Linked DNA regions of Mus musculus: regions 1, 2 and 3 are each linked to region 4. The links are chromatin contacts, called in public HiChIP or PLAC-seq and promoter capture Hi-C maps. All regions are on one chromosome and are shown on one strand. Each heading gives the region's core, a stretch centred on a gene start, on an enhancer-like site or on the middle of the called end of the contact. The rest is flanking DNA. Distances are from core to core; before and after follow the strand shown.

Evidence for each region. Promoter capture Hi-C pulls out the DNA fragments that hold promoters and counts their contacts. HiChIP or PLAC-seq counts read pairs in DNA pulled down with a chosen protein or histone mark.
Region 1: a contact with region 4 is called in a promoter capture Hi-C map of liver, with 2.6 times the contacts expected there. The contact joins the promoter of Foxp4 here to the promoter of Tbcc in region 4. A contact is called at or near these places in 2 of 39 promoter capture datasets (liver and pre-B cells).
Region 2: a contact with region 4 is called in an H3K27ac HiChIP or PLAC-seq map of microglia, with 6 times the contacts expected there. The contact joins the promoter of Spats1 here to the promoter of Tbcc in region 4. A contact is called at or near these places in 4 of 39 promoter capture datasets (the C10 cell line, hippocampal neurons, liver and 1 more) and 1 of 115 datasets of contacts at active chromatin or transcription factors (microglia).
Region 3: a promoter capture Hi-C map of hippocampal neurons shows a contact between it and region 4, with 2.5 times the contacts expected there. The contact joins the promoter of Tmem151b here to the promoter of Tbcc in region 4. A contact is called at or near these places in 3 of 39 promoter capture datasets (the 3T3-L1 cell line, hippocampal neurons and liver) and 1 of 115 datasets of contacts at active chromatin or transcription factors (large pre-B cells).

The regions. Positions count from the first base shown.
Region 1 is chr17:47,920,598-47,926,999 of GRCm38.p6, forward strand. It overlaps Foxp4 (forkhead box P4), which reads right to left and starts at 4,035. Exons shown (of 17, transcript NM_001110825.1): 1 at 3,609-4,035. It overlaps Gm46601 (a long non-coding RNA gene), which reads right to left and starts at 6,242. Exons shown (of 3, transcript XR_003952247.1): 1 at 6,157-6,242; 2 at 5,322-5,436; 3 at 4,877-5,217.
Region 2 is chr17:45,471,921-45,478,358 of GRCm38.p6, forward strand. Spats1 (spermatogenesis associated, serine-rich 1) reads right to left here and starts at 3,018. Exons shown (of 8, transcript NM_027649.3): 1 at 2,879-3,018. The coding sequence starts at 2,894.
Region 3 is chr17:45,544,525-45,551,375 of GRCm38.p6, forward strand. It overlaps Tmem151b (transmembrane protein 151B), which reads right to left and starts at 5,153. Exons shown (of 3, transcript NM_001013749.2): 1 at 4,759-5,153; 2 at 2,237-2,677; 3 at 1-1,430. The coding sequence starts at 4,875. The coding sequence ends at 303.
Region 4 is chr17:46,887,176-46,893,950 of GRCm38.p6, forward strand. It overlaps Tbcc (tubulin-specific chaperone C), which reads left to right and starts at 3,446. Exons shown (of 1, transcript NM_178385.3): 1 at 3,446-5,288. The coding sequence starts at 3,515. The coding sequence ends at 4,540. It also overlaps a transcript of Bicral not described here.

The DNA.
Region 1 (6,402 bases), core at 2,785-5,284, 1.0 Mb after region 4:
AAGGCCGTCAGTGGACGGCCCTTGGCTGGCCAGACACTTGCTGGGCTGCGGAACTTTACCTCTGATTCAACTCCCAAGCCGCTCTTCGACTCTGGGCATTGTTGACCTACTTTATAACCTAAGAAAATGGAGGTTCCAGCAGCTTAATTAAGTTCCCCAGAGCCCTATCTCTAGTGCTAAGTTCCAAAGCCCTTTTCACTATGACACACGCATGGCCCTAGAGGTGAATGAGTTCTGTGCCTCAGGTTCTAGGGCTCCGGAACCACCTCAGAGGAAGCGATTTCAGCCAATAGAGGCACAGGATCCGGACCAAAACAAGATGGGCCCATGGCTGCCTTGGGCCTGGGGAAGCTGAGAGAGGATAAGAAAGAGAATGGGGGCAGAGAACCTCGGAAGCCCCATGAAAGGAGGGAAGTATCTCCTGCTGCTTAGGGAATAAGAATAAAGGCTCAGGCTGAAGCAGATTGTGTCTGGAAGGGAAACCTTCCAAAAAGTACTATGGGTAGCGAAGGGTTAAAATGTAGAGAAGAAAGGACGGCTTCAGGGGGAGATGCCCTTCCCTTCCCTCAAGCAGTCCTCTGAAACCAAACCCCTCCCATGCCACCCACCCACCCCCACCCCATATCTGTCTCTTCCAGGAATCCGAGGTCCACAGACCAGAACCCCCACCCCACCCCATGACAGCACAAGGGTACCCTAGTACCCAGCCTGGGATCTGCCTAGACAGGGTAGGAACTCAGCAAACACTGAGGAAATTACCAGATCAAAGAAAGCCACTCTCTTCCAATCCTCTGGGGGCCCTCCCCTGCTAAGCAAAGGTGTGTTTGGAGTCAGGGGCCAGCAGGATATGCACATTCCTAGCAAAATGGGACTGACCAGACAGACAGTCAGAAAGGAAGTTTCTGTCCAAAGGTAGAAGAAAGGGGCGGGTGCTCTAGGAAGGAAAGGGAGCAAGTCCCCCAACAAGTTTGGCCTGACCAGCCCTGCTCCCCCACGTACAGAGGTTCCTCAATTCCAACCCCCTCCCAGGGGCCCAGCCTTGGTGCCAGAAGAGACTCTAGCTACGGTCTCCTCCATCTTACCGCCAAGGCTGGAAGTAGGGTAGGGGCCGTGGTGGAGTGTGTGTGGTACACCTGTAATCCCAGCATCCCAGAGGCTACTGCAAAAGAAGCATACTGAGTGTGGTGGGGCCAGCCTAGGCAACATGAAGAGACAATGTCTCAAGTCTCCCCCTCCTTGCCCAGAAAACAACACAACACACCAATAACAAAACAATCAGGCACTTAGTGATCCCCACAAGCTGAGATTCGGATAGCACAGGATCTGCAGCGAGTGTGTGTGTGGGGTGGAGCACAACAGTCCCCGATACCCAGGCCACCTTGCCCAACAGCCTAGACTGGTGGTCCACTGCAGTCTACACTGATCTCAGAGCACCTCAGAGTCAGCAAGCCACTGAACTGTCTCTCCAAGCTCCAGAGAACAGTCCCTGAATCACCCTAGCAAGGAAGAAGTTTCTCAAGTTTAAGGAGAGGGGAAAAAAAATTAAGAAAGAAAAAAGAAAAGAAAAAAGGAAAGAAAGAAGAAAAGCTTGCAGACTTCCTACAGCGGTTTTCCGCGGGGGCGGGTAGAGGTCGTCTGAGGCCGACCGCTCCCCTTCAGGAGCCTCCTCCTGGCTCCCCGGTTGAGATCAACCAGGGGCTTAAAATGCCGGTGCGGCGGGTACCTAGGCCATGGGGCCAACCCACTGAGATTCACGTGGGTGGGGATGGGAAGGGGGTGATGGAAGATTAAGCTTCGCCAGGAAGCGGCGGAACAGCGTGGACCACCCGTTCCTTTTTTCATGGGACACTCGGGCAAACCACAGCGACTGTCGCTGAAACTGCATTCTCTCTCCCGACCCTGAATTACAGACCCAACACCGTCGGTTGCCAATCTAGGCGGGTGCTCTGCAACCCGGGCAAAGACGCTTTAAATTCGAGGTTAAAAAAAATCCCGCATTAGTCAAAATTCTTCTGGGATTGCTCCGGAACCGCCAAACGATGGCTCGGAATCAGGTTTGTTCCTCCCGGCCCCCAAGTCCACTACCCAGCTCGGATCAGAGCGCCGCGGTCCGCCGGGTCCGGACCGGTGCAGGGGTGCACGCCACAAGCGCTGATCTCCAGATATCTGAAATCCCAGGTGCCAAGGAAGGGAACCTGGAAACCCACAGGGCAGTGTTGGCGCAAGAGGCCCAGGGTGCAAAGAAGAGGGGCACTGTCTGAGAGAAAGAAACCCCGCTGATATCCCCGACCTCCCAACCTACAGAGTCGCCGGATGCAATAGCAGAGTGTTCACGAGGTCGCTTCAGTTTCGGGGTGGGGTGGTGGGGGGTGGGGGGTGGGAGGAGGTCAATCTGTGATGGTTAGAGCCTTTGCCTCAGAATCCGCGTCCCACGAAATCACACGTTCCTTCACACAGGTGGCCACGGCCCCGGGTCTCCCAGGACACCTCACCACCGGGTGCCACCAGGTTCTCCTCCAGTGAAGCTCAAGAAGTACAAGTTTTACGGAGAAGCAAAGTGCAAGATTTGAGCGCCGCGGAGGATGGCCGCGGGCCAGAGGGACGCTGGGGAGACTGTCTCACGAGTCACCAGAGTCTTCAGTCTGGGGGAATGGACTCCACTGCTCACTCCGGCAGCTTCATCTCTGGTGGCCTTGGGCCCACTCTCCGTTACCTTATTCCCTCACTCTCAAACCTCACACTACCCCGCAGGAGCTCTGTCCGAATGAGGAGGGTATCCACTAGATTAGTTCCCCACCGATCAGCTCCGGCGCACGTAAATAAATAAATAAATAAATAAATAAATAAATCACAGGGGCCATTACCAGTCTCTCTCAAGTCCCCAAGAAGTTTTCCGCTTTATCTCAGATCTGATTAAGAGATGCGGGAGTGGGGGGGGAGGTTGACTAGTCTCAGCACTTTCGAAGTGTGACCTCCACAAACCAAGGCGATGAGGTGTTTGAGATTGTTGCCCCCCCCAACACACACACCAACACACACACACAGACTCAAGTCTTTCTGTTTGTCCTGGGGAGTCCCGTGCAGACTGGACTTGGGGGGATCCCAGTTCACCACTTCCCTTCCCGGCTCAGGAAAGTCCGGGCCGGGAAGTATTCTTTGTCTCACTCCGGGAGGGGGGGTCGCGCCCCCTAACACCCCATTCCCAGCAGCGAGGCCAGGAGGGGGCGGAGCCCAGATTCTTGGGGCAGGGCGGGCCTCAGTGGCTTCTCCAAGCCGCCCCCCCTCCGCCCCGGCCAGCTTCCCGCTGCCCCCCAGCCCCGCGCCTCAGCCCCCACCTGTTCCCCAGACAGCTCCGATCGGCTGGGGGCCCGGGCCGGGGGCAGGGTCTCTCAACTCACCAGGGTCAGTGCTCCGCGGCCGGCCCAGCTGGAACAAAGTGCTCCGGCCCGGGGCCGGGCTCCTCCGGCGGCCGACGCGCCTCGGGCGGGCAGTTTGCAAACACAAAGTGAGCCGGGGAGCAGGCGAGAGAGTGAGCGAGCTAGGGAGTTGGACGAGTCCCCGGCCCAGCCCCCACCCGGATCCCTGGGGTCCCTGAATCGGCCACCTACCTGTCCGGCCCGGCCGCTCAGTGCGGGCTCCGGCCCGTCAGCCCGCACGGGGCATGGGGCTCGCTCGGGTCGCAGCCCGGGCCCGCCGCCACTCGCCGGGGCTGCCCCTGCGCTCCGAAGCGATCTTTCTAGCGCCGATCGCCGCGCGCCTTAGCCCCTTGGGGGCATCGCACTTTGGAGGATGGCTTGGCTCTCTCCAGCTTCCGATCGTCCTTCCCCGGGCTCCGGCGACGCTCCTGAGCTCGCTCCGGCTCCGGGGCTCCGGGACCCCGGCGTCCCCGCCCCCGGCCCAGCCCTGGTTCCGGCCCGGGCTCCTCCCCGCCGCGCCGCGGCCGCCTGCGCCGCGCCCTGATCGCGTGTTGGGGGGCTCCGTCCCGGCAGCTGGTGGCACTGTCCGGTCCGTAGGGGCGACCGGCTCCGGACTCCGAGGGGCTGCGACTGAGCCCCGGCTGCGAGTGGCTGCGAGCGATCGGCGCGCGGGCGGGGCACACCGGGCGGGGGGACCGGAGGGGTGGAGGGAAGGAGGGAGCGCGCCGAGCGACAGGGAGGAGGGAGCGAACGAGCGAGCGGCGGAGGGAGGGGAGACTAACTTCTAGTGCTACCATAATTCGCCTAAAGCAGGTGCAGCCACTTTTCCCCCTGAGAGGCGGCCAGCGGCAAGCCGAAGAGGACCACGTGGACCAAACTTTGGGGAAGGAAAAAATGGGGACGTGGGGCTACCGATCTGCCAAAGTCGATAGGCCGTAGAGTTTCACAGTGGACTGGGGACCCATCCGATGGGAGGCTTTATTAACTCTGGCCTTTTCCTGGAACCTGGAGGTACGGCCAAGTCCTGCTGGCACACGGTTCACTGGTTTCGGGCGGGCTGCGCCTGGCGCGGGGAGTGGTCAGGACCCCCCCCCCCCCAGTCCGAAGCCGACGTCCAGCGCGGGCCCTGCCGCGCCTCCCTCTGACTCCCCACTGTGTGGGGGCTGGGGCTGGGGAGGCTCTTTCTGGGCTTTGTGAACAGTCTTTTCTCCCATCCCGGCGCGCACGCGCTGCCGCCTCGGTCTGCAAAGGGGAATTTCCTATAAAGTGCTGTGAGAACCGATGGAGAAAGGGCTTCAGGCTGGATCCACGCGGGCCAAGCACAGAGCAAAGTCGAGGCAATTATCTGAACAAATTAGATTGTAAACAAAACTTGGCGTCCCTGAATACCGCTTGTGCCCAGGGGGACCGTGAGGATGGGGGTGGGGGTGGGGTTGGGGACGCTGGTGTGTGTTTGGGTTGGGAGGGGGAAGTCCGGGCACGGAAAGGCCCAGGTTCCGAGGGGGAGGACTAAATTGGGTAGCAGGAGCCAGGCTCAGACTGGTGGAGAACTGAGAGAGAGAGAAAAAAAATCCTCCCACTCTCTACCCAAACATCTTCCCTTTCGGGTGTGTGAAGAGGTGAGGGGCACGCCTCAGGGACCCTCCGTGTTTGGCCCACCCTGCCCAGAGAAGTTATGGGTTGAGCACAGGAAGGCAGTGACTCTGGGAGACCCTGTTGGCTTCGGGTTACCTTGAGGCAGGTGACCAAGGGCAGGCAGACCCCATGGAGGATGAACTGGGTAAGGACTGGGCCTGGTTTCCTGGGGATAACATATTTTGGAGAAAACTCTTAAAAAAAAAAAAAACACAACAACAACAACAAAAACGGGTTTCTGAGATAACAGCTTAAGCAATTTCTGCTCACCTATTCTGCCCCTTTTCCGTGGGCCAGGAGCTGAAAGGTGGTAGTTACAACCCAGCTCTGAAGCATCTCTGTTTGCGCAAGTGGACAGACACAAAGAGGGCAAACATAGACCCTGCTGAAATTTGGAGACACACAGATGTCAAGCTGGATAGGGCTGCTGTGCAGCTTGTTTAGGTATTTGCGTTGCGGGATGCGTTGAGCAAATCGCCTCCGGAAGTGCTAAACACAAGCTCTCCCACCTAGCCACGCCCACAGCCCAGCTCTTTTATTTGGACTGCATGGTGACCGGTCCAGTAGAAATGAAACTCAAATGACAGTAGGTGTAGTGGCCAGCTCTTGGGTGGTAAGGGCAGAAGGTTCAGCAGTTCAAGGTCATCTTTAACGACAGATGGGGTTCCAGGCCAGCTTGGGCTACAAGAGGCCCGGTTTCAAAAATCCAAACCAGTGCTGGTCAGATTGCTCAATGGATAGAGACACCTATCAATTCCCTAAAGTTGGACCCTGGGACCCACATCTTGAAAGTATTCTCTTGGGCGGTTAAGAGCACTGGCTGCTCTTCCAGAGGTCCTGAGTTCAATTCCCAGCAACCACATGGCTCACAACCATCTGTAATGGGATCCGATGCCCTCTTCTGGTGTGTCTGAAGACAGCAACAGTGGACTCATAGAATAAATAAATAATTCTTAATAAAAAAAGAAAGTATTATCTGACTTCTGCGCATGCATGCACACACATAAAATAAATTGTTATTTTTTTTTTGTTTTTAAAACATCTTTTAATCCAAAACAAACAACCAAAGTCAAGGACTAGATAGTAGCTACCATGTCAATCTTACCTCCTGGCAGGTATGCTGGCTCTTGAATCTTCATGATTATTCCACAGGGAAGATCTTTTGTTAGCTCTGCTTTATCTAGGAGGAAACTGAGGCCAAAAGGACACTTGCCATGTCGAAGTTTACACCCTAGCTGGATGGAGCAGTTCCAACCGGAGCAGTTTGTCTCGGACAGGGTTTTATTCTGGAGCTCTTGAACCGGAGGGTCTTTGTATTGCCTTGTGTGGAGAGGCAGCTGAGTGGCATCAT
Region 2 (6,438 bases), core at 1,768-4,267, 1.4 Mb before region 4:
GAACATTCAGTATGTCTCCTGAAAGGAATCCCCTATTACAAAGCATGGATTTCCCCACCCCACCCCTCCAGCTTAAAGTGGCTTCCTTCTTACTCCAAACCAGATTGGAGAAACAGGAAGTTCTGAAGCTTAAAGCTAGGTTCCCAGGACTGGAAATGCAGCTCAGTTGGTGGAGCATTTGCCTAACATACATGAGGCTCTGGGGTTCAAGCCCGAGCATGCACCATGCATGGGGCCAGACATGATGGCGCACACCTGGGAGGTGGGGGCAGAAGGACCAGAATACAAGGTCATCCTTAGCTACGTGGCAGGTTTAGGTTAAAATGAACCACATGAGATGGGGAAGGAATGGCGGCTGAGGACAGCTGGAATTCCCACGCTATCTCCTTGCTATCTTGGCCATGATGGGCAGTTAATGGGCTGAGGTCCTCCAGCTACTTCCAGCCCAGTTTACAGCCAAGGATGGAACCGCTCCTACATCTGTTATTAAGGAGAATCACATAAGAAGACCTGGGACCAGGAGTTACAGAGACAAAGTTTGGAGCTGAGACAAAAGGATGGACCATCTAGAGACTGCCATATCCAGGGATCCATCCCATAATCAGCCTCCAAACGATGACACCATTGCATACACTAGCAAGCGTTTGCTGAAAGTACCCTGATATAGCTGTCTCTTGTGAGACTAGGCCGGGGCCTAGCAAACACATAAGTGGATGCTCACAGTCAGCTATTGGATGGATCACAGGGCCCCCAATGGAGGAGCTAGAGAAATTACCCAAGGAGCTAAAGGGATCTGCAACCCTGTAGGTGCAACAACAATATGAACTAACCAGTACCCCGGAGCTCTTGTCTCTAGCTGCATATGTATCAAAAGATGGCCTAGTCGGCCATCACTGGAAAGAGATGCCCATTGGACAGGCAAACTTTATATGCCCCAGTACAGGGGAACGCCAGGGCCAAAAAGTGGGAATGGGTGGGTAGGGGAGTGGGGGGGGGGAGGGTATGGGGGACTTTTGGGATAGCATTGGAAATGTAATTGAGGAAAATACATTATATATATATATACACAAAAGAAAGAAAAAGAAGACCTGGGACCTAGGAGACTGGGAACAAGGCTGAGACTTCTCCAGCCCCTTTTGCAGTACACTGGCTACTTACTGACCTGCAGTCATGACAGCCTGAGCCTGGATTCACCCCGAAGGGTTTGGGGGAACTGTACCATCGTCTGGACTCTGTACCCTCAAGAGAAACATGCTCCCATTCTTTCTCCTCTTCCTTAAGAGCCAGTTATGGAGTAAGAGCATGGGCCTGCACAAACCTGCCTTGGAGTGCTCAGTTCCACCTGAAGTGCCCCAATCTCATAAGTAATGCCGCATTTCTACTAATATCTGAGCAAGCAAAAACATGGATATGGACAGACCCTAGGGCAAAGCCCAGACTCTGTGCTTATTAAACAAAGCACGAGGCAGCTCAAACCCCTGGCTCCCTTTACTCGTTTACAATATACTTCCCTGCTGTTAGAAGCTCCAGGCAACCACACAGTCAGATCTCTGCCTTGTCTTGTTGTTGGGACAGGGTCTCACGCAGGCGAGACTGGCCTCAAAGTTGCTGTATACCATGAGAATGACCTTGAACACTGCGATCCTCGTGCCTGCCTGTCCTGCACAAGCACTGCACGTGTGCAAGCGCCAGCTTAGCTCCTCTTTTTGATGGAAGTCTCTGACTGATCAGATCTCAAATGTAGACATGAGCTCATTGTGTGTAGCCCCTAACTATCTGCCTTAGCTTGGATCTGCAATGCTCTCCAAAAACCCATGTTTTAAAGATTTAGCTCCCAGTCTGTCATACTGTTGGGATGATGGGACTGTTTTAAAAGTCAGAGGGCATGGAGGTGGAGAGAGTTAGAACCCTTGATGCTCTTGCAGGGGGGGGCGGGACTTCTATCCCCAGCACCACGTGGTGGTTCACAGCCATCCATAACTCCAGTTCCCGGGTATCCAACGCCCTCTTCTACCTTCTGCAGGCACCAGACGCAAACTCAGTATACATACATACAAACAGGCAGGCAAAACATACATAAATAAAATAAAGACAACTTTAAAAAAATAAGAAGTCTTGGGTCGTTGGGGTGCCTCTGAGTGAAAGAGTGGGACCACAGCCATCCCTTTTACTCGTCATTATTTCTTGACTAAGAGGGAGACGCTTTGATGATTGCCACTATGATATGCCACCAGAGGGCCAAAGCAACAGGACCTTGACCATGAGCCACACCTGGAATGTCGGGGGCCTGTGAAGCAAAAGATGGAGAATTCCGGGCTACTCTGGGCTACATATGAGGTAGCAGTGCTTAGTCTTTAAAAAAAAAAAAAAAAAAAAAACCTATAAAGCTATGAGTCCAATAAACCTTTTCTCTCCATAAGCTTATACACCCATCCAACCTTTTGATTTCCCAGAACTCAATTGTATTTCTTTTCCACCTTAGTCATGCCCAAGTCGCTTTTCTCTGGAACCTTCTGCCGCTCTCTAGTACAGGCCGCTCTTGAGACAGAGGGAAGTTGGCGGACGGGATTGCCATATCCAGTATTCATGGGCTCACCAGTTCACACAGTGAAAAGCAATCGGACCCAAAAGGTGCTTGTTAGAAAGGCTATCATTCAAAACCAACAGACCCCATAAGTCATTGAAATTCAAGAGGCAGCGCAAGGGAAAAACCTAAATCTCACTGGACCTCCTAGCGGTGTTCACGGGTTTGAATGTCCTGCCCACTCCTCCTCCTCCTGACTCAGGGCTCCCGAAAGTACTCGCCCCGCCCCGTCCTTGGGTCTCCTTTCCACCTCTGAGTCCCACCCTACTTCCCTGGGGGAAGCCCTTCATCTACCCTTGGAAGACTCCATGGAGGATGTGGCCCAGATCAACGCACCAACTGGCAGCGGAACTGCCAAATACCAGGATGCAAAGCGAAAGCAAGGGCGTCTACCACCGCCTGCAAGGCTCGGTCCAGGGTTGCCAGGACAACGCGCCACTTCCCGCGAGCTGGCGCGCTACTCTTGACGCACCTATCTTCCTGCACCCGGCGCTCCGGCCTGGGTTGAGGATGGAGGTCTCAGACCTCAGAGCTGCAGAACCTCAGGATTTTGTTTTAGTTTGCGGCTCTTTTCCAACAACTGTCATTGCTACTTCTGTCACCTCGGGTGGCCGTGTGCGGTGCACCCTCTACAGAGCTTGCAGATGTCGGTGTAGAATTGGCATCCTGATTAGACAGGATTCACCCACCACTTACCGCTCCTTTTTCTGGGCCAGGCGCCCTGCTGGATGCTGTCTTGCCTCAGCAGCCAGCTGCGTTTTTCAAAATAGAAAACTGACTTTGAACAAAGGCTCGTTCAAGGTCATCCAGAAAACAGATTCACTCCCAAGTTCCACCCTTACAAAGCTATCTTTCTCTCCATGGTATAGACTGAAATTTATCTTTCTAACCCTTTCCCTAATAAATCTCACATAGAAACGCCCCCCATCCCAAGCTTAGTCTCTAAATTTATATTGAGACCTGGTTTGGGGGCTGGGCAGTGGTGGCACACGCCTTTAATCCCAGCACTTGGGAGGCTGGCTGAGGCAGGCAGATTTCTGAGTTTGAGGCCAGCCTGGTCTACAGAGTGAGTTCCAGGACAGCCAGGGCTACACAGAGAAACCCTGTCTCAAAAAAAAAAAAAAAAACAAAAAAAGAAGGAGGAGGAGGAGGAGGAAAAGAGAGAGAGTAATTAATATAATTATTCATATTTACTTGTGTGCTGTATGCATGTGCGTGCACATGTATCAGGGACTCACTTGCCCATGCATTTGTATATGTCAGGTGTCTTCCTCCGTTGCTCTCTGCCTTACATTTTTGAAATAAGGTTCTTGCTGAACCCGGAGTTCACTGTTACAGCAAGGAGTCCCAGGGAACTACCTATCTCTGTCCCACCAGCTTATAGATGTGCCATATGGCTTTTAGTAGGTCCTGGGGTTTGAACTCAGGTCCTCGGCTTGTGCAGAAAGCACGTTACCCACTGAACCCTCTCCACAGAGTGGTTCTGTTGTTAGTAATTGCATTGATTGCAAAAGAAACAACAGAAGGAGTATAGAAATCTTGAAACTGAGCTAGCCAAATATTGCTTAGACGGAGTAGATCCTCTCCAGGCCACGCCCTAACTGAGGAGTCATCCAATAGGAGACGGCCACTGGGGTTATAAAAAAGAAGCCAGAGCTGGACAGTGGTGGCACACACTTTTAATCCCAGCACTCTGGAGGCAAAGGCAGGTGGGTCTCTGTGAGTTTAAGGCCAGCCTGATCTACAGAGCGAGTTCTAGGACAGCCAGAACTATACACAGAAACTGTCTCAGGAAGAAAGAAAATGAGAAGGTGGTAATGTCAGAATGGCCACTGGTGGGATCAAACAGCTGAATATTGTCAGTTTCACAGGATTAATTTTAATTGTAAAATAGTAGTATTCCTATCAGGGACTGCAACAGGTTAAAGGCACTGACAGATTAGAAGACACCATCTCTCTCTGGGGCAGGAGCAAAGCATTGTTAAAGTGCTGTTAATTGCAGCTGAAGTGCCTTTATATAGTGATAAATCCTGTTGTAAGCATCCCTTTTAATGTGATTTTTTTTCCTTTATAAAAAGCTAAGACATTGGGGCCAGAGTGGCTTGACTTTTATTTTATTGAGTCAGGGTCTCTCTGTGTAGCTGCAGCTAGCCTGGAACTCTCTATGTAGACCACACTGGCCTCAACCTCACAGATTTGCCTGTCCCTGCCTCTGTGTCCTGAGTGCTGAGATTAAGTGGCTTGACTCCCCAGTTGACAGGTGTTACATCTTTCCCAGGCACCCTGAGTGCCCTGATAGGACTGGCATCCAAACAGCCAGGGGACTGCCCTTATGCTGGTGGCAGGCACTGGAACGCTCTGAGGAAGTTACACACCAACCCAACAACCGCAGCTCTCTGGCTCTTGGAGGCGCAACCCCACCTATGACTGCTTCCAGCCGCTTGCATGGCACTCATTGTCTTCAAAAGCTCTAGGGAACTCTAAATGATCTTGCCCCTGATCGGAAGAGGAACACTTTCCTGGCAGCCCAGCAGAAAGCCTGCCACTAGAGCAAACATAGTCCTTCATTTGCATGAGAGTCTGCTGTGATTGGTGCAGGCACCCCTGGCTATATAAGCAGAGTTCACAAAGCTCCCTTTGTATAGCATAGTAGGTACGAGACATGCTTCTGTGCACCGTCTTGGGATTGGAGTGGTTGGTAGGGCCAATAGAAAATGATCTTTTCATACTCTGTGTGTGCGCGTGCATATGTGTGTGTATGCATGTGTGCATGTGTGTGTGTGTGCATACATGTGGAGACGGTGGTCAAAGGCAAACATTTTCTTCAATCACTCTCTGCCCTATTTTTTGATAGAGGGTCTCTTACTGAATAGTTTACCTATCTAGTCAGCAGACCCCAGGAAGCCATTTATCTCTGCCTCCCTAGTGCTGGGATTAAAGGTACATTTCTCCTAGCTTTTAAAGATGGGTTCTGAAGATCAAACCCAGGCTTCCACACTCTTTACAGACTGAGCCAGCTTCCCAGGTCTTCTCGCCTAACTCCCTTAGTAGAGTAGACTCAGCTAGTAACAGAAAGATTGCAATGGCGGCGCAAGCAGCACTGGAGATTATAGCAAAAGACCAAGAAAGAAAACCCAAGAGTTCCTGAGAGCTGCCAAGCCATAGGGGCCAAGTTTCCAGAGAACTGTAACAGAACCCACCATGAAGAGCTAAGATAACAACATCCTAAACAATGCCCATGGCACTGGTTGCTGCACGAGGAAGGGTCCCAGTACCTGCGGCCTGTACAAGAACTGTAACCCTAAAAGGAGCAAGCCATCTGCTGCTGCTTGCTCTGGTCTGCCACCACTGCAGTCAGAGCCGCTGATGTTAAAGTTAAACCTCCAACTCGAGAGCCGTGAGTCTCTGGCTTCTAAAAGCTTTAGAACTCTAGACCTCTGGGCTTGGCCACTCGGCTCAGTTTGCCAGGACTGGAAGATCTTGGCCTCGTTGTTCAGTGATTCCTACGGAGCTCCTGCCATCTGATCAGAAACAGAGAGACTGGACTTGAGCCTGCATCCCTGACCTCTATTCTATGGGGCCCAGCTTTCCTCAGTTCAGTGACCTGGAGTTTGGTTCCAGGTGAGGTAGAGAAGCAGGAGCTGTGGACCACATGCAGAGCTGAGACCCTGGCAGTCACAGAACAGGGCGGGAGGGGGAGACTACAGGGACAGACAGACAGACAAAACACAAGACAGATGGTGTTCTCTGTTTTCCCACACCCCCTGCTATCCCATCCCCTTTTTGAGAGAAGCTGGGGCAGAAGTAAGAATTAGGTGTCTGGGGATAAGAGAAAAGCAGCCGGCCGGGCCACC
Region 3 (6,851 bases), core at 3,903-6,402, 1.3 Mb before region 4:
GTGCATGGGAAAGGGGGTGTACCCCCCTGCTGGAACTCGGTGAGGACTGGGAGAGAAACACCTCTGCCCAGGTGGATGGGATTCTTAAGAGAGCTGCCAATCTCCCAGCCTCTGTCTGTGTACAGGGAAGCAGTCTCAGATCACTGAGGTCTTGTCTGAGAGTGCCCCTCACCTCCTGCCTTCCCTCATACCCTGCCTGGCCTTAGCCACCATCCTGCCTTCCCCTGCTACACACAGGGAGCACAACACAAGGAGAGGCAGGAAGGAGAACGGCGGCGCAGGCTCCCTCCAAAGGCAGGAGGTCACAGTGAGGTCTCCACGCAGGAGCCATGGCGGTGCAGTGACCGGTGGCTGTGGCCCAGACACCCCTCCTGCCGATGGACGATGAGGACAGGGAAGCAGAGGGCGTCCTGGTAGGGCGGCGGTGGCCCGGCCTCCTCCTCGTCCTCGTCCTCCTCGTTGTCCCGCATGCTGGCCTGGCTCGACAGACGCGTCTGCTCCGTGGGGCAGCTCGCCTCGTTGACACTCCCGCTCCGGCTGCGCCACAGGCAGCTGCGCCGGGAGCCGTAGAGGCGGCTGAGCGAGAAGCGGCTGCCCCCACACCCCGCGCTCGCTCCAGGGCCCTGGGCAGCCCGCGGGCTGGCGCAGATACTCAGCGCGCTGCGCGAGAAGATGGACGAGCTGCTGACCGCTCGCTGACAGTGCTCGCAGCTCCGCCAGTGCGGGGTCACGCCCGCCGCGCCCGGGCCACCAACCCCTCCGTAGCGACACCTGGGCACGTAGCTACCCCCTGGCCCGCCGCAGCGTGAGCCCAGCTCGACCAGGTCCATAAGCAACACCTCCGAGTAGCTGGGTACCAGCTGCTGATTAGAACGGATGTGCCACTCGAGTTCCGTGCTGTCCACCGTGTTGACCCGCGGCAGACGATGTGTGAGCGGGGGCAGCAGCTCGTCGCTGGGACTCAGGCCGCCGCCCACGCTACTGGCCGAGCCCGGTCCCTCCAGACCAAAGAGCTTTTCCACGTGATAGTGCGCATACGCCGTGCGGTACTCGGCCAGCACGCGCAGCGGCCAGGACAGCGTGAGCAGGGCTGCCGCCCAGAAGGCCGACGAGCAGGCGTACCAGGGCGGCCGAGCCGGGTCGGGGAAAGCCACCATGAACTCGCGAAAGTCCACGTTCTTGAGATGCATGCCCTCTCGCGCCTCCATGTAGTCATCCAAGCCCTCGTTCTCGGCGAAGAAGCGCGCGCGCTGGCACAGGTACGCGTTCTCAGCCTCCACGCTGGCGAAGCTGAAGCACTTGGTGAAGCGCAGCCGCGTGGCCGGCGCGCCCTCCAGCCCCACCAGCGTCTTGGACACATCCCGGACGCCACAGCGCGCATAGTCGAACTCGGCCTCCGCCACGTGTGTGTTGACCCGCTCGTGGTAGACCTGCAGGAGGAAGTTGGAGTCGCAAGGGGAGCAGACTGCAGCTTTTGTCTACTCATCCCAACACAGACAGAAGTCCTTATAACTGAAATCATTTCCTCCACCACCACCATCATCATTATCTCCGCCCCCTCCCTCTCCCAGCCCCAGTGGGTTTATTAAACCCGTAAGTGGTGATTGCCCTGAAAACCCTGTACCACGCACAAACACCTCCTCTAAGAGTCTTGGCCTGAGACCCAGAAACCTGACTTTACATCTACCTCTGCCAAGTAGAAGTACCCTCAGGCAAGTCTGAGCTGAGGTCTCCTTAGCTGAGAATAAGTACTTGGTAATAATTACTTTACTGAACAGGTGAGCATATACAGATGAGGTCATCTGCAGACACAAAACACTAAACAGACTCCATCCAGGAGCCAGCCAGCTGAGTTTAAGTCCCATCTCCTTACCTACTATTTGACCTTGAACAGGTTTTGGGTGGTTTTGTTTTTTTGTTTTTTGTTTTTTGTTTTTTGTTTGTTTGTTTGGTTGGTTGGTTGTTTGGTTGGTTGGTTTTTACCACTACACATTCGTTTGCTCCTTAAAATAAAATGGGGGGATACACCTACTTCATAGGTTTGCTGTAAGAATTAAATAAACCGTTTTAAGCCTGTACGTGCCTGAAGCTAGGTTCTGTTGGTGTTTGTTGTTATTACTGGATACCCAGAGGGGCTCACTGCTGTCTCCTGCTCCCTCACGGGCAGAGAGAAAGGCAGGCAATAGGAGAAACCTCCTTCGTCTTGAACAGCCTGTGCTCCCCCACAGCCCCTCACCTGGGTAGTAGTATAGGCATCTCCATTGCGGTATCGGGTGACCTGTCGAGTTCGTCGGACGTAGTGATAACTGATGGCCTTCCACCAGATGCAAGGGGTGGCCTGCTGCATGCGGCCCACGCGCTCCTGAACGCTACTCACATCCACACGGTGCTGCAGCTCGTGGCGGGCTTGGCAGTGCCAACACTCCACCAGGTAGACCGCGTAGAGCATCAGCAGGAAGGCCAGGGGGATGTAGACGTAGCCGTTGGAGCAGGGGCTGTCGTGGTACATGAGGCTATTGCCCTGGTAGGCGCTGCTGAAGGTGAGGCGCGTCACTGTGGTGACGTGGCACCAGGCCACTGCCCCCAGGCAGCCGTACATGAGCAGGGAGAGCAGGAGGCACTTCCAGTGAGACTCCCGGCAGAGAGATTTGGTGAAAGAGGGCTGGATGGGCCGCTGCTGCTCGGATGAGAAGGGAGGGCATGCCAAGGTGAGGAGGCGGGAGCCAGCACAGAGGTGAACAGAGATGGAGAGACAGTAGACCAGCACCGGGGTGGCAGACAGGAATGTATCGGGAAGAGACAGAGATGGGAACCAGCAACCCGAGATAAACACAGAAGGGTCCCACACAGAACCACGAGAAAAGGGTGACCAGAATGCCAACATGGGAAAGTACAGAGAGAGACACCACAAGAGGCGGAGAGAGATCAGAAGTGGAGGCCCAGATGGATAGAATGGTATCCAGAAAGAGTTCCAAAGGCAGACACAAAGATGGCGATGAAACAAGAGAAAGGGTGGATGGGAAAAAAAAGGAATAGACAAACAGGCATTAGCAAAGGTAAGTCCTCAGCCCAGACCCTTTCCAGAGGTCCCAGGAGAGTAAGGAGGGACCCACTGACATCATCTCCCCTCTTAACAGGTGGGGCCCTGACCTCTTGTAGATATTGCCAGTCCTGGGTTGCAAGAGGAGCCATTCTCCGTTAGCTCACGCACCTCTCTCTCCCTCACAGACAATCTAACGCTTCCAGGTCAGTCTCATCCTTCCCACCTCCTCTGTGTCCTTCTGTGAGTCTCCCTACTATTCACACACACACACACCCCTTCCTGGTGAGCACACATTCTTCCTCTCTATTCTAGGATGGGAAAGAGGGAATGGGGCCCCTTGGCAGAGGAGATGGGGGTATGAACCATAGGTAAGGAAGACATTGAAAGCTCTCAGGCATTTGTCACAAATGTTTGATCCTCTCCCAGGGCCATTCTGTTAAAAGCACTTGGTACCTTCTGAGTTGTTTACATGTCTAGTTCTCCACCAGATGGAGCGCTCCTGAGGGCAGGGCTCATGTCTCATTCTCTTTGCCTAAGTGACACCCAGCAGGCACATAATCAATAAAGATTGAGTTTGATTGCTCAAATAACCTGTCTTCCACTCTTTTTGCATTGTTGCACACATGTGTGTATACACGCACACACAAAGACACACACACACACAAAGACACACACACACACAACCTTCTGATGCAGTTCTGACTGGCCCCTTTAATTCTTCATGCCTGGCCTTGGGACCAGTCAGAAAGAGAGAGATAAGGCAGTAGAAACCAAGTGTTTTAACCAAGTTAACAGCAGAGGCCCTAGATTTCTGGGCATAGTTAAGAAGAACAGGAAACAACACAGAGCAGGTACCTGCAAGGCAGTAAGAGGACAGCCTTTCAGGAGCTGTGCCTTTGGAAGCCGAGTGTATAGGTGCACCTGTGTGCCCGCCTGGTCATGTGCTTGTCCCAATGTGAGTACAACCGAAAGGGGCTACCCACACGTCCATCCCCACTCTCCTCCTGCCTCCGTGCAATATGCACGGTGTGCACCAGTGTGGATGCAAGGCTGGAACTTAGAGTTTCTACTTCCCTTAGTTTCTTTGTCTCCTGGTTTCAAAAGACTAAAAGTAGGACCCTAGCAAGGTACCGCACAGTACTGACTCAGAAATTCTTAAGCTTAGTGCCCCCTAGGGGGAGCATCAGGCATTAAGAGAGAGAGGTGAGCAGCAGCCCCCTTACACACACACACACACACACACACACACACACACACTCTCAGTGACACCAGGGGGTATGGCCTTTGTACCCGTCTGATCTTCCTATGATCCCAGCTAGGGTGACAACATCACTTCCCCCAAGGCACTCTTCTTGCCTCCGAGCACTCCCAGTCCTCCCTCCCGGCCTTCAAGGTGGGATGCCGCCCACCATCCTCACCTGGGGGATGGCCTAGCCCTTCTCTGCTAAGCCGGGGGTCTGCGAGGCTCCGCCCAGGGCCCCTCCCCCTGCCCCGGACCCCCGTGAGCCCCGCCCCCGACACGGCCCCTTCCTAGCCACAGCGGACTGCGCGGGCAGCCAGGTCGGGGCAATGCTGCTGGACTGCGGCTGCAGCGGCCGGCTCGGGGTGCGGGGCGCCGGCCGCTCTGCGGCGGAACCGGCGGGGACCGCGCGAGGTGCGGGGGATGGGGGCCAGGTCGCGGTTGTACGGGGGAACCGGGGACCGCCGGCTCTCACCTCCTCTCGGGCGGGGCCCTCGTCCGCCGATGCCATGGGCTCCTCTGGGACCCCGGAGCCGCCACCGCCGCCGCCGCCGCCGGCGCTCTCTCCCGCGGCCGAGCCAGGGGGGGACATGGCGTAGAGGGGGCGCGTTGAGCTCAGGACCTCCCGGGGGGCTGCCAGGGGCCGGGGGCATCCTGCGCTGGTCCTGAGGAGGGGGCGCGAGGGGCGGGGCCCTCTCTGCTCCCCACCCCCCGCCGGGGGGAGGGGGCCTAGAAAGGGCACGGGGGAGGCTGGAGATGGGGGGATGGGTGGGAGGGCGGACTGAAGGGGCCGGGCTGGGGGGGCCGGGGCCGGGGGCGGGTGTCACCTTGAGGCCCTCGCGGCGCCGCTCCGCCTCCCGCCCGCTCCCGCCGCCGCCTTTTGTCTGAGCCGAGCTGGAGCCAGCGCGCCCCCCCTCTTCCTCCCAGTGCATCAGAGCCCCGCCCCCAGCCCCCCAAACTCCGCCTCCCCCAAGCCTTCCTAATAACCACCACCACCACACCGCTAAAGGGGAGAAGCAACAGGGGCTCCCCGCACCCTTTCTGTCTCTCGGCCCTGTTCACCGCATCTTCCTTCCGCCTGCCCCTTCTGGGAAGATCTCAGCCTCAACTCCTCTCCAGCTGTCCTCTTAGAAGGGCCCTGGCGAGCGGGAGGATCAAGCAGCGTCGGTCTCCCATCTCTGGTCCCACAAGTCCTTGAAGCTGAAGGCTGGGGAGAAGAGAATGAGTCTGGACATTTTAGGGAAGACCCTTATTCCTAATTTGTATGGTAAAGGGTTAAGGCAGAAGCCGGACTCTAGAGGCGCTGAAGCTAAATCCAAGAAAGGACTACTGGAGGGCAGAGAGAGGAGCCGCAGGGAGGCTCTCCCTCCTTCCCAAGAGCAGCCCCAGAAAAGCGATCAAGTGCATCCAGTTCTCTAGAACGGGGGGGGGGGGGGGGGGTGTAAAGGACACCTGAGTCCTAACTCTTAATTCTGGCCCTGCCATAAGTTGTGTGGCCTTAGACAAACACTTTCTCTCTCTAAGCCCTTGTTCTGTTCCTCCCGGGTACAATGAAAAAGTCCACTAGTCTGCCGAGGTAGGGAGGTCAAGTCACAGACCACAGCAAGCTGAGTGACTGCCAGTAGCCAGGCCCTGTATGCTGCCCACCCACTGCTGCTTTTCCCTGCGTTGACTAAGACACACAAGAGACTGGCAGTGTTCTGCCTGCGTGCATTCCTGGTGTATCCATAAGTAAACAAGTACTCGGCACCTACTGTATGTCATGTATAGAAATAAAATGCAATTTCCTACCTTCAAAAGGCACAGCCTAGTTGAGGAGAAGACATGCAAACCAGTCATTATAATAGATTGTGATAAAGACCGGGCAATGGTTGTTCTGGGTGTGAATAGTCACTGTGCCAACCCACTGTGTTACTGGGGTCTTTGTCAGACAGTAACTGTTCTTCCTTACCCGGAGGAGACCAAGGCATGAGGAGGACAAGTGAGTGCTTACGGAACCACCTGCCAGCACCCACAGGATGACTCCTAGACTTCAGAGCTTTCTCTTTGTGAAGGGAAGTGACACACATCTGAGACAAGAGGATCAATACTTAAGGCCAGCCTGGACTAGATACCAAAACACTGTCCAAAAAAAAAAAAAAAAAAAAGGGTGTTAGGTAGTAGGTTGGGGTGATAGCTCAGTGACAGAACACTTGTCTAGCATTTGGGAAGAACTAGCTTCAATTCCCAATTCCAGAAGTTCCTTTGGAGCAGGGGATGACCTTGAGGCAGTGTTGATATCATATCTGATCTCTGGGGTTAGGAAATAAGCATACTGAGGTGCCAGGTTTCCCCTTGCCTCTTCGGATCAGGAAAGCCACTCCTTGTATCCCCCCACCTCTGCCTGCTCCCCCCACCCCAGTGCTTCTGCTTCCACGCCCCATTTCCTATTCCTCCCTCCTCAGAGAGAACAGATGGTCTTCTATTCACCTACTGCTTTGAAGTGTCAGCCTGAATGACCCTCTTTAGATCAAAAAGTCCGTTCTCTCCCTGAACAGGACGTGCGGAGTCTCCAGAAGGGAAAACTTC
Region 4 (6,775 bases), core at 2,196-4,695:
AATTCCCAGAGCATACATGGCAGCTCACACCTATCTGTAACTTCAGTTCTAGGGAATAAGACACCCTCACATAGACATACATGTAAGGCCAATCAGCAAAGCACATAAAACTTTAAAAAAAAAAAAGTCAAACCCAATACAGAGAACCATAAAATATACAAACCATTGTTAAATATAAGTTAAGGTTGGACAGACAGGCCGGGCGTGGTTGGTGCACACCTTTAATCCCAGCACTTGGGAGGCAGAGGCAGGCAGATTTCTGAGTTCGAGGCCAGCCTGGTCTACAGAGTGAGTTCCAGGACAGCCAGGGCTACACAGAGAAACCCTGTCACAAAAAAAACAACAACAAAAAGTGGACAGATGGGAATGCTGAACTGGTCAAGTGTTTGCCTAGAGCCTGAGCCCACATAAAGGTAGAAGAGAGAAACTCCTGGAAGCTGTCCTCTGACCTCCACTCCCGTGGTGTGGTGTGTCCATACTGCCCCCATAAATCAAACCAAATAAAACATTAAAACTCATAGCTGTTCTATCCTTTCACTTTGCAAGCTGTCTGCAAGATCCGTCAGCCTTGCCCTGAGAGCTGCACTTAATGCTGCTGCCCTCTGCATGCCTCCCGTCCTCCCATCACGGTGGGTACTTACCTTTGCGGAGCCAGGACCATCCTGTCAAGGACGCATCTCAACTCACTGCCCTCAAATGTTAGGAAGAGAAAGTAACATGGTCTGGCAAACGGTCAGCAGTTAACAACCTGCCTGTGGTTTTGAACTCAGAAACCAGACACATAGCTTGACACCTGCCTTGGCTCGCCTACTCCAGCCTGGGGATAGAAAACAATCACCCAGCCCACCAAGGCCACCTCACAGCCACCGTTCTCATGCCTCACACTTCTTTAATAATAATAAAAAAAAGCTTTCCCAATGGAGTCAACTGTGGGACCCTCCATCTTTTGTCCTTTGATGCTTAAACGTTAGGCTAAACAACAGACAATTTTCAGCACCTTCATGTCAAGCAGACGCTGCAAAAACCTCTCCTTAAGCAGAAACATAATCTTGAAAGGGCTGGTAACACTGGCTTCTACTTTGCAAATAGCCTACACTAAAAACCACTGATAGTCTCACAACAGCTTACAGTCCAAACTCCAAGCTCAAGAAACCTTTTACCAACTAACTTTGGGATGGGGGGTGGGAGGGTTGAAGAGTTTCTCTGTGTAGCCTGACTGTCCTGGATCAAGCTCTGTAGACCAGGTTAGCCTTGAACTCCGTGCTGGGATTAAAGGCATGCATCTGATGCCCTGAAACTTTCTTAATTAGAATGGAGCAGGCTCCGATACTGGGAAACTAAAGCAAAGCCAATGAGGGGTCGTTGCTATTTCCTATAGCAAATCAGTTTTCGTTTAATCTCCATAGGTTAAATCTATTTTTCATCTGGAGAGACGGCTCGATGGTTAGCACCTATGCTCTTTTATAGGACCTGAATTCCTTCCACCCACAGAGCAGCCACAACTACCTGTCTACTCCAGTTCCAGTGATCTGACGCCCTCTTCTGGTCTCCAGAAACACCGCATACTGCATCGTGGAGCACATGCATCGACCGCACAGGAAATACTCATATACATAAAAGACAAATAAATAAATCTAAAAAAAAAAAAATCTATCTTTCAGGAAAGAAAGCGGCTCTTACATTCCTTTCGGGGACCTGAACAAAGTCATCAGCTGTGTTTCAAGAGTCCAAAATTCATACTTTTGTGAAATAAAAGTGCTTTCAAAAAGTAGAAAACAAGAGCCTCATCTAGCTTGCCCAGGAAACAAAACTGACGAAAATAAGGAGCCTGCATAAGTGACCACCGACCGCCCCCCTCATCGGCGCTCTGTTACAGCAGGTATACAGACAAGAACACAGTAACATGTGATCTCCCACTCCAACCCTCCACCTAGGAAAGAATTTGCCACCCAGTGACACTTGTCTTTGATTCTGTAGTGTAATGCTTTCTCTTCAATCAAGATTTTGTGCTTGAGGTTTGGATTTTTTTTTTTTTTTTATGGTTAGGAAAGGAGGCAAATGGGACGTGAGGCTTGCAACTCAAGTCTTAATGCCAACTTAATTGAATGGCTCTCGTTTCCTCCCATCTTTATCTGCAGGAAAACGCAGGCATATTGGTAAATTTTCAAATGAGTATTTTGGGCAGTTAAAAAAATCCCAATTAAAAGAACAAAAATGGAGGTTGGCAACAAGGGCGGAGATGGGGCTGAAACCGAGAACTGTATGGGCCACCGAGTCCAGAAGGCACGGTGGCTGAAGGCAGCACGCGAGGATGCCACCCGAGTCCTCGGCGGCCGCCGCCTTGGGCTTCTGCCAGGGACTGCACGGTCTTGGCTGCCCACTCGCACCTCGGGTTGGTCTGGACTTTAGGCTAGGCTCGTTCACTTCCGGTGACAAATCCCTCCCACCACCTCTAGAAATAATGTACCGTTTCCCCATCGCCTTCCTAAAGACCGCCGGCCCTATAGGGAGAAGCGAGGCGCTCCGGCTGAGGGTCTTAGCCCCGCGCGGCCAGCGGTTGCCAGCTGCGCAGGGAGTGGCTGCCACCGCGTCAGGGAGCAAGACGGTGGGGGTGGCATGTCATCCTCCCCCGCCCCCCCTCCGACTGCAGCAATTGGCCATTAAAAAAAATAATCTGTTTTTAGACTCCCCCAGGAACCCCGGAGCCCGCTCCAGCGAGGAACCCAGTCTTTCCCATAGCGGTGATTTGCGCTTTCTTCCCGCCCCAGTAACTGCCCACGGGGACCCAGACGCCCCCAGGCCGCGCCGAGCTGCAGTGGATGGGGGAGGGCAGGAAGGATGAGGGTTACCGGGGCGGCAGGGACCGGCTGAGCAAAGAGGTGATGGAAGGGAAAAGGGAAAGGGAAAAAAAAAGAGAGAGAGAGAAAGAAAGAAAAAAACCCAGAGGCATGCAAGCGGTTCCCTGGCCAGCTGTTCCAGCTGCAGCTTCCTCCGACGCGGTCCGGGAGGTGCAATAACCCCCCCCTCCATCTTTCTCGCACTACCTGTCCCCCACAACACCACAAGCACAGATTCCTCCCCACCACCCTGCAGCAGATCTCCGGCCTGTAAGGGGGTAGCAGGGAGGAGCTGGGGGGAGGGGGAGGCCTGCGAGTTTCTAACCTTGTTCTTATAAACAAACCCACATGTGCAGCTGCCGCTGCTGCAACTCACCCCACAATCCCGGATATAAGTCCTGCCCCTTTAAGAAGAAAAAAAAAAAAAAAAAAAAAGCTTCACCCGACTGCCTCCCACCCCACCCATCCACCAGGACCTTTGTCTCCCCACCCCCTCCTGTCAGCCGGCCCCGCCCTCCTTCCCGCCCCTCCAACGCGAAGAAACCAATAGGCGAGGAGAATATGGAGGGAGCTGACGTCACCGCAGCTGGCCAATCACAGCGCGCGTTGGTGGGAGGCCTCGCGCGGAGAGCGAGCGCTCGGAGGCAAGGCGGCGGGGGAGGAAGCCTGGAGTCAAGATGGAGGGTGTGGACTGCTCCATGGCTCTGGCCGACGCTGCCGCTGGCTCCCCGCGGGACCTGAGCCTGGTGCCCGAGCGACTTCAGAGGCGCGAACAGGAGAGGCAGATAGAGGTGGAGAGACGCAAGCAGAAGCGGCAGGACCAGGAGGTGGAGGAGGAGAAGAGCGGCTTCTTCGCCGCCGCCTTCGCCCGGGAGCGCGCAGCGGTCGAGGAGCTGCTGCGGGGCGAGGCGTCGGCGGAGCGGCTGGAAGAGGCGGCCAACCGGCTCCAGGGCCTGCGGAAGCTCCTGAACGACTCGGTGCTCTTCCTCGCCGCCTACGACCTGCGGCAGGGCCAGGCGGCGTTGGCGCAGCTGCAGGCTGTCCTAACGGAACGTCGCCAGGAGTTGCAGCCCAAGAAGCGCTTCGCCTTCAAGGCACGGAAGAAGGATGCTGCGGGGACCGCCCAGGTAGACGCCGCACCCGTCGCCTCGGCGGCCCCTTCTCCACCGGTGACCAAGGAGGAGGAGGGAGCTCCCGGGGCCAGCTGGGCCTGTGGCTTCTCCAACCTGGAGTCCCAAGACCTGGAGAAGAGAGCTGAAGAGCTGCACCAGCGCGACGTCCTTTTGAGCGACCTGACCAACTGCACTGTCAAACTGTGTGGCAATCCCAACACCTTGCGGCTTGCGAAGGCCCGCGGCTGCAAGGTGCTCTGCGGCCCAGTGACCACCTCTGTGTTTCTGGAGGATTGTCGAGATTGCGTCCTGGCTGTGGCTTGCCAGCAGCTCCGTGTGCACACTACCAAAGACACGCGCGTCTTCTTGCAAGTGACCAGCAGGGCTATCGTGGAGGACTGCAGCGGCATCCAGTTTGCCCCTTACACCTGGAGCTACCCGGGGATCGACAAGGACTTCCAGGACTCCGGTTTAGATAGGAGCAAAAATAACTGGGACCAGGTTGATGATTTCAACTGGCTGGCCCGAAACGTGGCCTCCCCAAACTGGAGTATTCTTCCTGAAGAGGAGAGAGACATCCAGTGGGATTGAGCACTGGCCACACTCAGTGTGATGTCCCATTCGGTTTACCTGATATTGTCTTATGTTTGCGGTGATAGGGGTTAGAAATTGTTGAAACTCCCCTCCTGTGAGTCCTATTAAATTCATAGCAGTGTAACAGACTTTTGCTGGTTTGGCCTTCCCCTGCCTCCCTTTGAGTATGACAGCGTGAAGAATTAGGGGGAGAATGGAGGAGCTTTGAGGGATTTGCTGTTCTTACCGTTGATCACAGGGAGTGATAAAGTGGGTCTTCAATAAATAATAAGGATGTCCGGAGAATTCCATTAGCGGACGGTTTAAATGGAAGAAGTAGGCCCATAAAAGCTCCATTAACGGCTGTTTTCCTCCCACTAAAGGTTTGTTCTGTGTCTTTTTCAGCAAGGCTATGAAGACTCCTTCCTGAACCTCTGGAATCCAGTGTTGTGTTAGGGCTGAAGTTTTGAATGGCCTCCAAGAGGTGTAGGAGCCAGCTAGCTGTAAGACTGAAACGGTTAAAGTGGCCAGCTCCCCTCCCTCCGTCTTCCTTGTCGAGACATGGGGTCACTATACACCACTGGAACTCACAGAGATGCCCCTGTCTCTACCTCTAAGCATCTGCACCACACCCTGCTCATGTTTCTTTTCCCTCAAGAGCTACAAGGCCATTTCTATTCTCACCATGTTCATGTGAGAAAACAGGTGGCATCAGGTCACCGCTCATGTGATGTGCTGCTGGAATTGGAAAGTAGGTGTGGACTCATCTTTGTGTTTTGTTTTGTTTTTTTTTTGTTTGTTTTAAAGGTGAGCCCCCATCCTAGCCCATGTTAACCTGGGACTCACTCTGTAGGCTGGCCTCAGAACTCAGCCTCCTGAAGGCTGGGATTTGGAGCCTGAGGCTTCACTCCCCGTGGTGCCCCATCTCTACAACACACTCAATAGCACTGAACTGGGAAGAGAGCTAAGCACAGGCCACATTAAGTTGCCCGTCATAGCCATGCGGCTAGCGGTCATCCAGAGGTCAGTGTGCTGAGTGAAGTTCCCTAACACCCTCTCTTACCGCCTTGTTCCCCTCCAGAAACCACTCCAGCAGTATTACTTGCAGCATTTACGTTTTTTGCTTTGATTTGCTTTTGAGAGTGGTCTCACTGTGTAGCCCCAACTCTGGCACTTGCTGTCGCAAAGATACACTTGGCTGTCCCTCAGTAATGAGGTTGCAGGTGTATCTCCCTGTATCTAGCCTGGGAGTTCATTTTAGGACGTGACTGTTTTAGGTTTTAATATGCCTTTAATGCCTTATGTTTGATATATCTATATATATATATATACTGTCTCCAGAAGAGGACTTACAGTAGCTTCTTGGGAAAATGGACTGACAGGATGTCAATAAGTATAGGAAGGGGCCTGGGTGGCCTCAGACGACAGCACTGTTCCTGAGTCAGAAAAGAGCCAGAGTTTCTTCCCCTTACCCACTAGCTGTGGAAGGGAATGCTAATAGTTTCAGGATGTGCAGCATCTACTAAGGAGAAACGTCAGTTACTTAAAAGGATAGCAACAGGAGAGGGATGCACGGAGCAGTGTTTTCGTCAGAGTCGGTCAGTCAGCTGATCACTGCAGGAAGCAACACACCAGTAGCATACGCTAAGGGCCCTGCAACTACTCACTACATTTAGAGAAATTCTGGTGTTGGTTAATTCTGGCATTTGATCTCCATTATCACTAGGGGGAAAAAAAAAAACAAGAATAAAAGTTAAAAATATTGGGAGCCGCCAGTGGTGACACACGCCTTTAATCCCAGCACTTGGGAGGCAGAGGCAGGTAGAGCTCTGAATTCAAGGTCAGTCTGATCTACAGAGCAAGTTCTAGGACATCCCGGGCTACACAGAGAAATCTTTTGTTTTTTTTGAGACAGGGTTTCTTTTTTTGTTTTTGAGACAGGGTTTCTCTTTGAAGCCCAGGCTGTCCTGGAACTCACTCTGTTGACCAGGCTGGCTTCGAATTCAGAAATCCACCTGCCTCTGCCTCCCAAGTGCTGGGATTAAAGGCGTGTGCCACCATGCCCGCCTGAGACAGGGTTTCTTACACAAAGAAATCTTATCTTGAAAAACCAAAATAAGGAGAAAATGAGTCAGTAATTAGAGTGCTGGGGCTGAGATGGCTCGGTGGTGGCCGAGGACCAGCCTCAGTCATTGGAGGGTCTTAAAAATGGTAGGATTGGAGATTTGCTACTGTGATGCGGAGTAAGTTGGA